Regions from separate parts of the Sus scrofa genome. Here region 2 is linked to region 1. Evidence: chromatin contacts called from public Hi-C data. All regions are on one chromosome and are shown on one strand. The core of a region is the stretch at or near the end of the contact, and the rest is flanking DNA. Distances in the headings are between cores, read along the strand shown. Region 1 has its middle 46 kb from the start of USP24. Region 2 overlaps USP24 (ubiquitin carboxyl-terminal hydrolase 24).

Evidence for each region. A called contact is a pair of places that touch in the nucleus more often than the background predicts.
Region 2: a contact with region 1 is called in a Hi-C map of liver, with 5 times the contacts expected there. The contact joins two enhancer-like sites. A contact is called at or near these places in 1 of 5 promoter capture datasets (liver), 9 of 47 Hi-C or Micro-C datasets (heart right ventricle, liver and skeletal muscle) and 2 of 2 datasets of contacts at active chromatin or transcription factors (alveolar macrophages and skeletal muscle).

The regions. Positions count from the first base shown.
Region 1 is chr6:157,172,693-157,176,931 of Sscrofa11.1, reverse strand. No RefSeq gene overlaps it. Among named protein-coding and RNA genes, the nearest start is that of USP24, 46 kb to the left of the region's middle. Within about 2 kb of position 1,706, at least 18 of the 83 cell types and tissues checked have an H3K27ac peak or open chromatin away from gene starts, as enhancers often do. A contact at or near this core is called in liver and skeletal muscle, where this site is marked.
Region 2 is chr6:157,241,618-157,245,856 of Sscrofa11.1, reverse strand. The region is part of intron 1 of USP24 (ubiquitin carboxyl-terminal hydrolase 24); the gene reads right to left. Among named protein-coding and RNA genes, the nearest start is that of USP24, 23 kb to the right of the region's middle. Within about 2 kb of position 2,351, at least 18 of the 83 cell types and tissues checked have an H3K27ac peak or open chromatin away from gene starts, as enhancers often do. A contact at or near this core is called in liver and skeletal muscle, where this site is marked.

The sequences.
Region 1 (4,239 bases), core at 457-2,956:
GGCTGGCAGCTGTAGCTCCGATTTGACCCCTAGCCTGGGAACTTCCTTATGCCGCAGGTGCAGCCCTAAAAAAAAAAAAAAAAAAGAAAAGAAATTATTTATTCCTGGAAAGCCTGCTGCCTTAGCTTGTGTTCCTTAGAAGCAGAGCCCAAGACAGGGATTCTTGTTCAAGAGATTTAGTGGAAGAATGATCCCAGGAGAAGGGAGTGACAGATGTGGCAGAGGGCAGAAGAAAAAAGCTAAGCAAGTGTGGTCTCCTCCAGAGCCTGGCTTTAGTCAGCTGCCACGGGGAAGCTCTAGAGCACACATTGTACTGCAGGGTTAGTCTCATTTCGGAGAAAGGGAGGGAGCTTTTTGTCCCCAGATATCATTCCGTTATTGGCAGAGGTCCATGGACAGGTAGGGTGGAGGAGGGAGTAGGATAGCCTCTCTGGTGAGGGTGCTCCAGTTTGGTCCAGGGCAATTCTGTTCGGAAGAGGGCAGCAGAATTTTGTTAGTGATACTCCCTTCCATTGGGTAGAAAAAGGGACACCAGTGGGATCCACTGTAGCTACCCTAGAAATGATAAACAGAAGAGGTAGCTTCAGGTCTGTGGAGAATGTGCCACAACGGGACCTCCCTTCTTAGAAAATAGCATGTTTCGTGAGATTTCAAAATGCTGAAGTTCCTTGATTTGTACTTCCACACCTAAGAATCATCCCAAGGAAATAATCCAAATGTTTCACTGTTATCATATGATGAAATAGAGAAATCGATTGCTGTGTGCTAGGCACTGTGCTGAGTGCATTAATATGCATTATTTTATTTAAATAAAATAATTGACAATTAAACAATTGACCAACAATTATTTAATAACAATTGACTTATTAAGTGGATACTTTTATTAAGTCTCTTCTTGCAAGACAGGAAGCTGAAGCTTAAAAGAGGTAAAGGAGTGGAGTTCCCGTCGTGACAGTGGTTAAGGGATCCGACGAGGGACCATGAGGTTGCAGGTTCGATCCCTGGCCTTGCTCAGGGTTAAGGATCTGGTGTTGCCATGAGCTGTGGTGTAGGTTGCAGATGCGGCTCGGATCCCGCATTGCTGTGGCTCTGGTGTAGGCCGGTGGCTGCAGCTCCAATTAGATCCCTAGCCTGGGAACCACCATATGCTGTGGGAGCGGCCCAAGAAATGGCAACAACAACAACAAAAAAAAGTAAAGGAGTACCACTGCGGTGTAACGGGGTTAAGGATCTGCTTGGGTCATTGCTGAGGCACAGGTTCAGTCTCTGCTATGGAGCAGTGGGTTAAGGATCTGGTGTTGCTTGCCAGGGAACTTCCATAAGCCATGGGTGCAGCCAGAAAAACAGAACAAAACAAAACCAAAAACCAAAACCAAAACCAAAACCAAATGAACGAAAAAGAAGTAAAGTTTACTTATGAAAAAGTGGGGAAGTTGGGATTATCTGATTCTAGTGTATGGGCCCTTAATAATTTTACTTACTCTGTCAAGTCACTCATACATGGGTCTAGGAATAGGGTGAAATGTGTTTGTTTGATTTTTTTCCCACAAATGATTAGATCAGGTGTGGAATTTAGCCTCAGCTAAAATTGGAGTCAGGACAGGCCTTTAGGGGGAGCTCTCACACCCCGTCCTGCAGGTCAATTACTCTAAACTGGAAGAGACTTCTCCGAGAACCCCCGACAGGACCCTGCTGCTTACTTTACAATCCAGCAGGAAGCAGAAAACTCTCTGCCAGAGGAGAGCCCAGCCATTCAGAGACCATGGCAGTCCAACCAGCTTCGTTCAGTGGACTCTGGTTTTTACAGCCTCTCCCAACTCCCCCTTTTCCCTATAAAATCAAATTCCCTTTCTTTGTGCTCTGGATTTGCCTATGGTCCTCTATGCTTCTCATATCCAGAATTGCAATCCCTTCGGCTATCCCCAAATATTGCTTTTGCTGTTAAATAACTGGCTATTGCCTTGAAAATTTGGCAGGAGCAAAGTGTTCCTTGAGCCATTGATTTCTACGTAAGTCACACAGATTTAATTGGGGTTCCTTGGGGCTATCACCTAGTCCTTTGGAAAGTTTCGTGATGAGTTTTGCATAAAAGCATAAAACAGTCCGATGTGCAGAATGGTATCTTTTGAGGTTGAGGTAGCAGTGAACTGATGGTTTTATAACAGCCCGTTACTGAAGAATCAGTTGTATAAACTTGTTTACTTGTCTATCTCTCCTCCAAAATTGTAACTATATAATAGCAGGGATCATGTCTGACTCATTCATTGAAATAACCTTAGAAGGTGAGAATGAATTACAGGCAGGCATGCAGCAGTGTCTGCCAAGCTCTCAAGTGTGTACAGGAAGATGTGTCACAACAGTGGTCATTGCAGCAGCATTGTTAGTATTTGTAAAAAATTCAGAAGGACACCTGGTTGTTTCTAGCTGCTATAAAAATTGTGTATAGGTTTTCACCTGAACATAAGTTCTCATTTTTCTGGAATAAATGCTCAGGAATGCCATTGCTGGTTTGTCTGGTAACTGCACATTTAATTTTTAAAGGAATGGCCAGTGTGTTTTCCAGAGTTGTGTACTATTTTATATCCGACCGGCAATGTATGAGTGATCCAATTTCTCTGAAGTCTTACCAGCATTTGGTGCTGTCACCCTATTATTTTAGCCATTGGGATATATGTGTAGTGGTTTTAATTCTCATCTCCCTAATGGCTAACATGTTAACCATCTTTTCCTGTGTTTATTACCATCTGGATACCCTCTTTAGTGAAATGTCTCTACACATCTCTTTGTCACTTTCTAATTGGATTTTTTTTTTTTTTTATTTAAATTTTTTTTGTCTTTTTTTTTTTTGCCATTTCTAGGGCCGATCCCGCGGCATATGGAGGTTCCCAGGCTAGGGGTTGAATCGGAGCTGTAGCCACCAGCCTACGCCAGAGCCACAGCAACTCGGGATCCGAGCCGTGTCTGCAACCTACACCACAGCTTACCGCAATGCCGGATCGTTAACCCACTGAGCAAGGGCAGGGACCGAACCCACAACCTTATGGTTCCTAGTCGGTTTCGTTAACCACTGCGCCACGACGGGAACTCCCTGTTTTTTATTTTAACTGTTGTATTTTGAGTGATGTTTATATATCCTACCTTTTGTCAGATATGTAGTTTGCAAACATTTTCTACTAGTCTATAGTCTGACTTTTCATCCTTTTCCTAGAGTCTTTCACAGAGCAAAATTTTTTAATATTGATAAAAGTACAGTTTGTACATTTTTCCTTTTATAGATCTTGAAGGTTTTCTCCTATGTTTTTTCCCCCAAATTTTGAAGCTTTGCGTTTTCCATTAAAGTCTATAATTAATTTGGAGGGTTTTTTTTTTTTTTTTTTTTTTGGTATAAGGTGTGAGATTTGGGTCGGGGTTCATTTTTCCCCCACTTCTTTGGATGTTCAATTACTCCAGTACCATTTGTTGAAAGGGCACTTTTTCCTCCATTGGATGGCTTTTGCATTTGGCTGTATTTGTGTGGGTCTATTTCCAGGTTCTCTATTCTGTCTCATTGATCTATGTGCCTTTCCCTCTGCCAATACCACACAGACTGGTAACTGTAGCTGTAGAATACGTCCTGAAAGCAGGGAGTCTGGTTCCTTCGATACTATGATGGTTTTTAAAAATTGTCTTAGTATAGTTCCTGTGCCTTTCCATACAAGTTTTATTTTATTGTATTTTTGATTTTTAGGGCCACACCAGCAGCATATGGAAGTTCCCAAGGTAGGGGTCACATTGGAGCTACAGCCACGGACCTACGCCACAGCCACAGCAATGCCAGATCCAAGCTGCATCTGCGACCTACACCACAGCTCACGGCAACGCCAGATCCCCAACCCACTGAATGTGGTCAGGATGTATCCTCATGGATACTAGTCAAATTCGTTCCCACAATGGGAACTCCCTCCATACAAGTTTTAGAATAAGCTTTTCCGATCGTCGTGCCATGGTAATGAATCGATAGACATAGTTGGGTTCGTCCTGCCTTGCCATGGTAACGATCCGCGTGCGTACTGTGTAGTGCAGACGCGTCGGATCCGCGTGCTGTGCTCTGCGTGGCGGGCTACAGCTCGATTGACTAGCTGGAACTCCATATGCAGAGGAAAAAAAAAAAAAAAAAAAAAAAAAAAAAAAAAAAAAAAGAATAAGCTTTTCCATATCTGTAAAAAGTTTTCCTGGAATTGAGATAAGAATCACATTAAA
Region 2 (4,239 bases), core at 1,102-3,601, 68 kb before region 1:
TGACTGTGTGGGTTTGATTCCTGGTTCTGCACCTGTGGCATAGGTTGCAGATGCAGCTCAGATTTAATTCCTGGCCTGGGGAACCTCAATATGCCATGGGTATGGCCATAAAACAGAACAAATCATACAGATCAATAAAATCAAATTGAGATTCCATATCTAAACCCTTATATTTGTGGTCAATTGATTTTCAATAAAACAATACAATTTAATCTTTGACAAAGGCTTTTTTTTTTTTTTTTTTTTTATCTTTTGTTGTTGTTGTTGTTGTTGTTGCTATTTCTTGGGCCGCTCCCGCGGCATATGGAGGTTCCCAGGCTAGGGGTTGAATTGGAGCTGTAGCCACCGGCCTACGCCAGAGCCACAGCAACGCGGGATCCGAGCCGCGTCTGCAACCTACACCACAGCTCACAGCAACGCCGGATCGTTAACCCACTGAGCAAGGGCAGGGACCGAACCCGCAACCTCATGGTTCCTAGTCGGATTCGTTAACCACTGCGCCACGACGGGAACTCCTGACAAAGGCTTTTTAAGCAACGAAGTGAAAGTTAGCTTTTTAACAAATGATACTAGACAATTAAATACACATAGGCAAAAGAATAAAACTGGACCTATTTCACACCACATAAAAAGATTAACTCAAAATTTAACAAAGGAGCAAATCCACATGATCTTGGATTAGGGAATATTTCTTGGGACACCAAGAACATGACAAAAAAAAAAAAAAGATAAATTGTGAATTTTAAACTTCATCAAAATGAAAAAGTTTTGTGCATCAAAGGATAGCATTAGGAGAGTGGAAAGACAATCGCAGAATGAGAGAAAATAATTGCGAGTTTAATATATAACAAACTTTTATCTAAAATATAAAAGAACTTTTACGATATAAAAGAATTCTTATAATGCAACAAAAAGACAACTCAAAAAAAAAAAAAAAAAAAATGGACACTTCTCCAAAGAGGATATATAAGTGGCCAATAATGAGCACATGAGAAGTTGCTTAGCATCACTGGTCACTAGGGAAATGCAAATCAAATCCACAAGATACCACTTCACACACACTAGAATGGCTAAATTAAAAGACAGACAATAACAAGTACTGGTGAGTGAGTGGATAAATTGGAACCTTCATGTATTGCTGGTTGGATTATAAATGGTATAGCTTCTTTGCAAGATGATCTAGCAGTTCCTCAAAAGTTAATCATGGTTACTACAGGACACAGTAATTCTATTTGCAGATAAACCAATGAGATATAACCAAGAGAAATGAGACATATTTCCACAGGAAAACTTGCACACACATGTTCATAGCAGCACTGTTAATAATAAATCAAAAAATGATAAAAAGCCAAATGTCCACCAAAACTGATGAATATAATATATCCATACAATGGAGTATTTTTTGGCCTTAAAAATGCACAAAATACTGGAAGTTCCCATCGTGGGGCAGCGGAAATGAATCCAACTAGGAACCATGAGGTTGTGGGTTTGATCCCTGGCCTCACTCAGTGGGTTAGGGATTGGGCATTGCCGTCAGCTGTGGTGTAGGTCACAGATGCAGCTCAGATGTGGCGTTGCTGTGGCTCTGGTGTAGGCAGGCAGCTGTTGCTCCGATTAGACCCCTAGCCTGGGAACTTCAAAAACACTATGCTAAGAGAAAGAAGCCAGACATAAAAAGCCACATAGTATATAGTTTCATTTATATGTAATATCTCTCCAATAGGCAAATACAGACATAAGGAGTAGATAAGTGGCTGCCAGAAAATGAGAAGAGGGAAAAAAGGAGAGTGACTGTTAAAAATGGGTGTAAGGTTTCTTTAGGATAATAAAAAATACTCAAAGATTAAAGAGTGGTGATAGTTGGCACAACTCTATGAATGCACCCTTTAAAAGAGTAAATTTGGAGTTCCTGTAGCGGAGCAACAGAAACGAACCACCTAGTAACCATGAGGTTGCGGCTTTGATCCCTGGCCTCACCCAGTGGGTGCTGTGAGCTGTGGTGTGGGTCGCAACATGGCTCCGATCTGATGTTGCTATGGCTGTGGTGTAGGCTGGCAGCTGTAGCGCCGATTCAACCCCTAGCCTGGGAACTTCCATATACCGTGGGTGCGGCCCTAAAAAGTAAAAAAAGGGGGGAGGGGTGGGAGGAACATACATGGTGAACATCAGTATTAAAAAATGATACTGAACAACACTACATTTTGAGGAGGGTGCTACCAACACAAAAGAGAAAGGGAATCACAAGAGAGAAGGAAAGAGTGACATGAATATGGATATATTTAGGTTGGTCTAATACTCTGAGTCATCATTTTGAGTAGAGACTGTCCTTGGCAAAAATTACCTATTGAGCAAGAGAACACATGCAAAGCAACTAGGAACGGTCCTATTGCAAAAGAGCTCCCAACGGACATAGGTATAGGGCTTTTAATAACAACTGTGGAGTGTAAAACACTATTTTCTCATTTGATGCCAAATCCAAATGATACTCAAGTAAATGCTGATGACCACTGATTCTAAATTGATTAGAAATACACTTATCAAAAGCTCACTACGTTCCAGACAAGGTACTTAACTTTGGGGACAGAGATAAAGACACAAATGATTCCGTCTTTAGAGAGCAGGACAATGTGAACAAGAGCAGGGGCGGATCCAAGCCAGGTCGTGGGCTTGGCTTGGATCCATCCCTTCTCCCGCATGTTTAAGGGAAACAGTATTAGGGGCAAAGGGTAACAGAGCTACCGAGCGTTAATATTTCAAAACCGGCATTATTTCAAGTGTTAAGTAACAAAACTTCAATGTTTTCAGCCTTTTGACTATATGAGGCCAGGTCTTTACTTTTTATTATGATAGCCTACCGATTTCATTAAAATTTTAAGATACTTAATTTTTTAATGTTTTACAATATTTACATACATGAAGCATTTGTTAGAGATGGACAATTCTGTCACTAAGAAGCAAAAGGAGCTCACAAACAATTCTTGAATGTCTCTTTTAACCTGAAAAATTTCTCATACTGAACCTTGTGTATTTGGTCATCCAAGAAAAATGACAGATGAGTTAATGTGTTAACTTTAAAATTTCTGAATGGACCATTTTAAAATTAAAATCAAAACAATTGCTGGAAATTAGGCTACTTCCTAAATAAGTAATTTTATTTATGTCCATAAATACAAATTAAAATATAAAAGACCTCTGTAACTCCTGTAATATTTGATAATGTCATAAACATGCTAGGAATTCATGTAGTTGTGATTATAAGTTCATTATTGGCAAACTGTCCAGTGTAAGGCTTATTATTTACTTACAAAAGGGCTTACTACTTTCAATCGTTGGAATAAAATTCTTCATGAAAATAAGTGCTGTCACTGTACAGGGTAAATCTACCTCCACAGTTTAGCAAAGATCTTTAGATTTAACATGCAGATTATTTCGACAAAAATATTTTTCTGCATGAAACATAATTTTCAATTAGACATGTTCATAAATGTCACCACCCATTTCTAGACACCAGCCTGTTTGAAAAATGCAGATGAACCAATGTAAATAAAATACAACACCGGCAATAACTTAATTGGGGGCTGAGTACACAAAACAGTATAATTTACTTAACCCTTGCAACTGGGTTTTAAAATATTATTGCATAAGCTTTAAAGTTAATAATAGAGTTTTAATATTTGCTTAGAAAACTACCTTCGAGTTTTACAAAAAACAACAAACCATTGGCTCTTGAACTCAAGAATGTATTAAAATTTTAGCCTTCTTTGTTTAAAGAAGCAAAACCTACTGGAGTAAGTACCGCCTGTTAGTGCAGAGATAAGCTATGCTCCTGTCTGCCCACTAACTCAAGAAATACAGACAATTATTCAACTTAAGAGACAGAAGATTACTTATACTGTTTATTTTAATACTAAATTCAAATTGCTGAACTATTAGCCAACACTGTACTCAAAAGAGCTTCCATATGTTTGATTGATGTCCAGAAAAACAAAGATGCAAACTGATTCCAAAACATTTCTCTGTGATTTTTAAAAATGCATTTGTCTTTTACCCAAAAAATGAACAATCAGCCCCACATATGTCAAGTGCTTAAGGAAAAACATGAAAACATGAACATCCAATTTCAAGTCACTAACTTACAACTTTCATTAAATCTTGAGATTGTCAGTCTTATTTATGAAATATTTTTCAAAGCAATTCAGAGACAGTTATATGTAGATCTAATATCCTTTCTGTTACTTC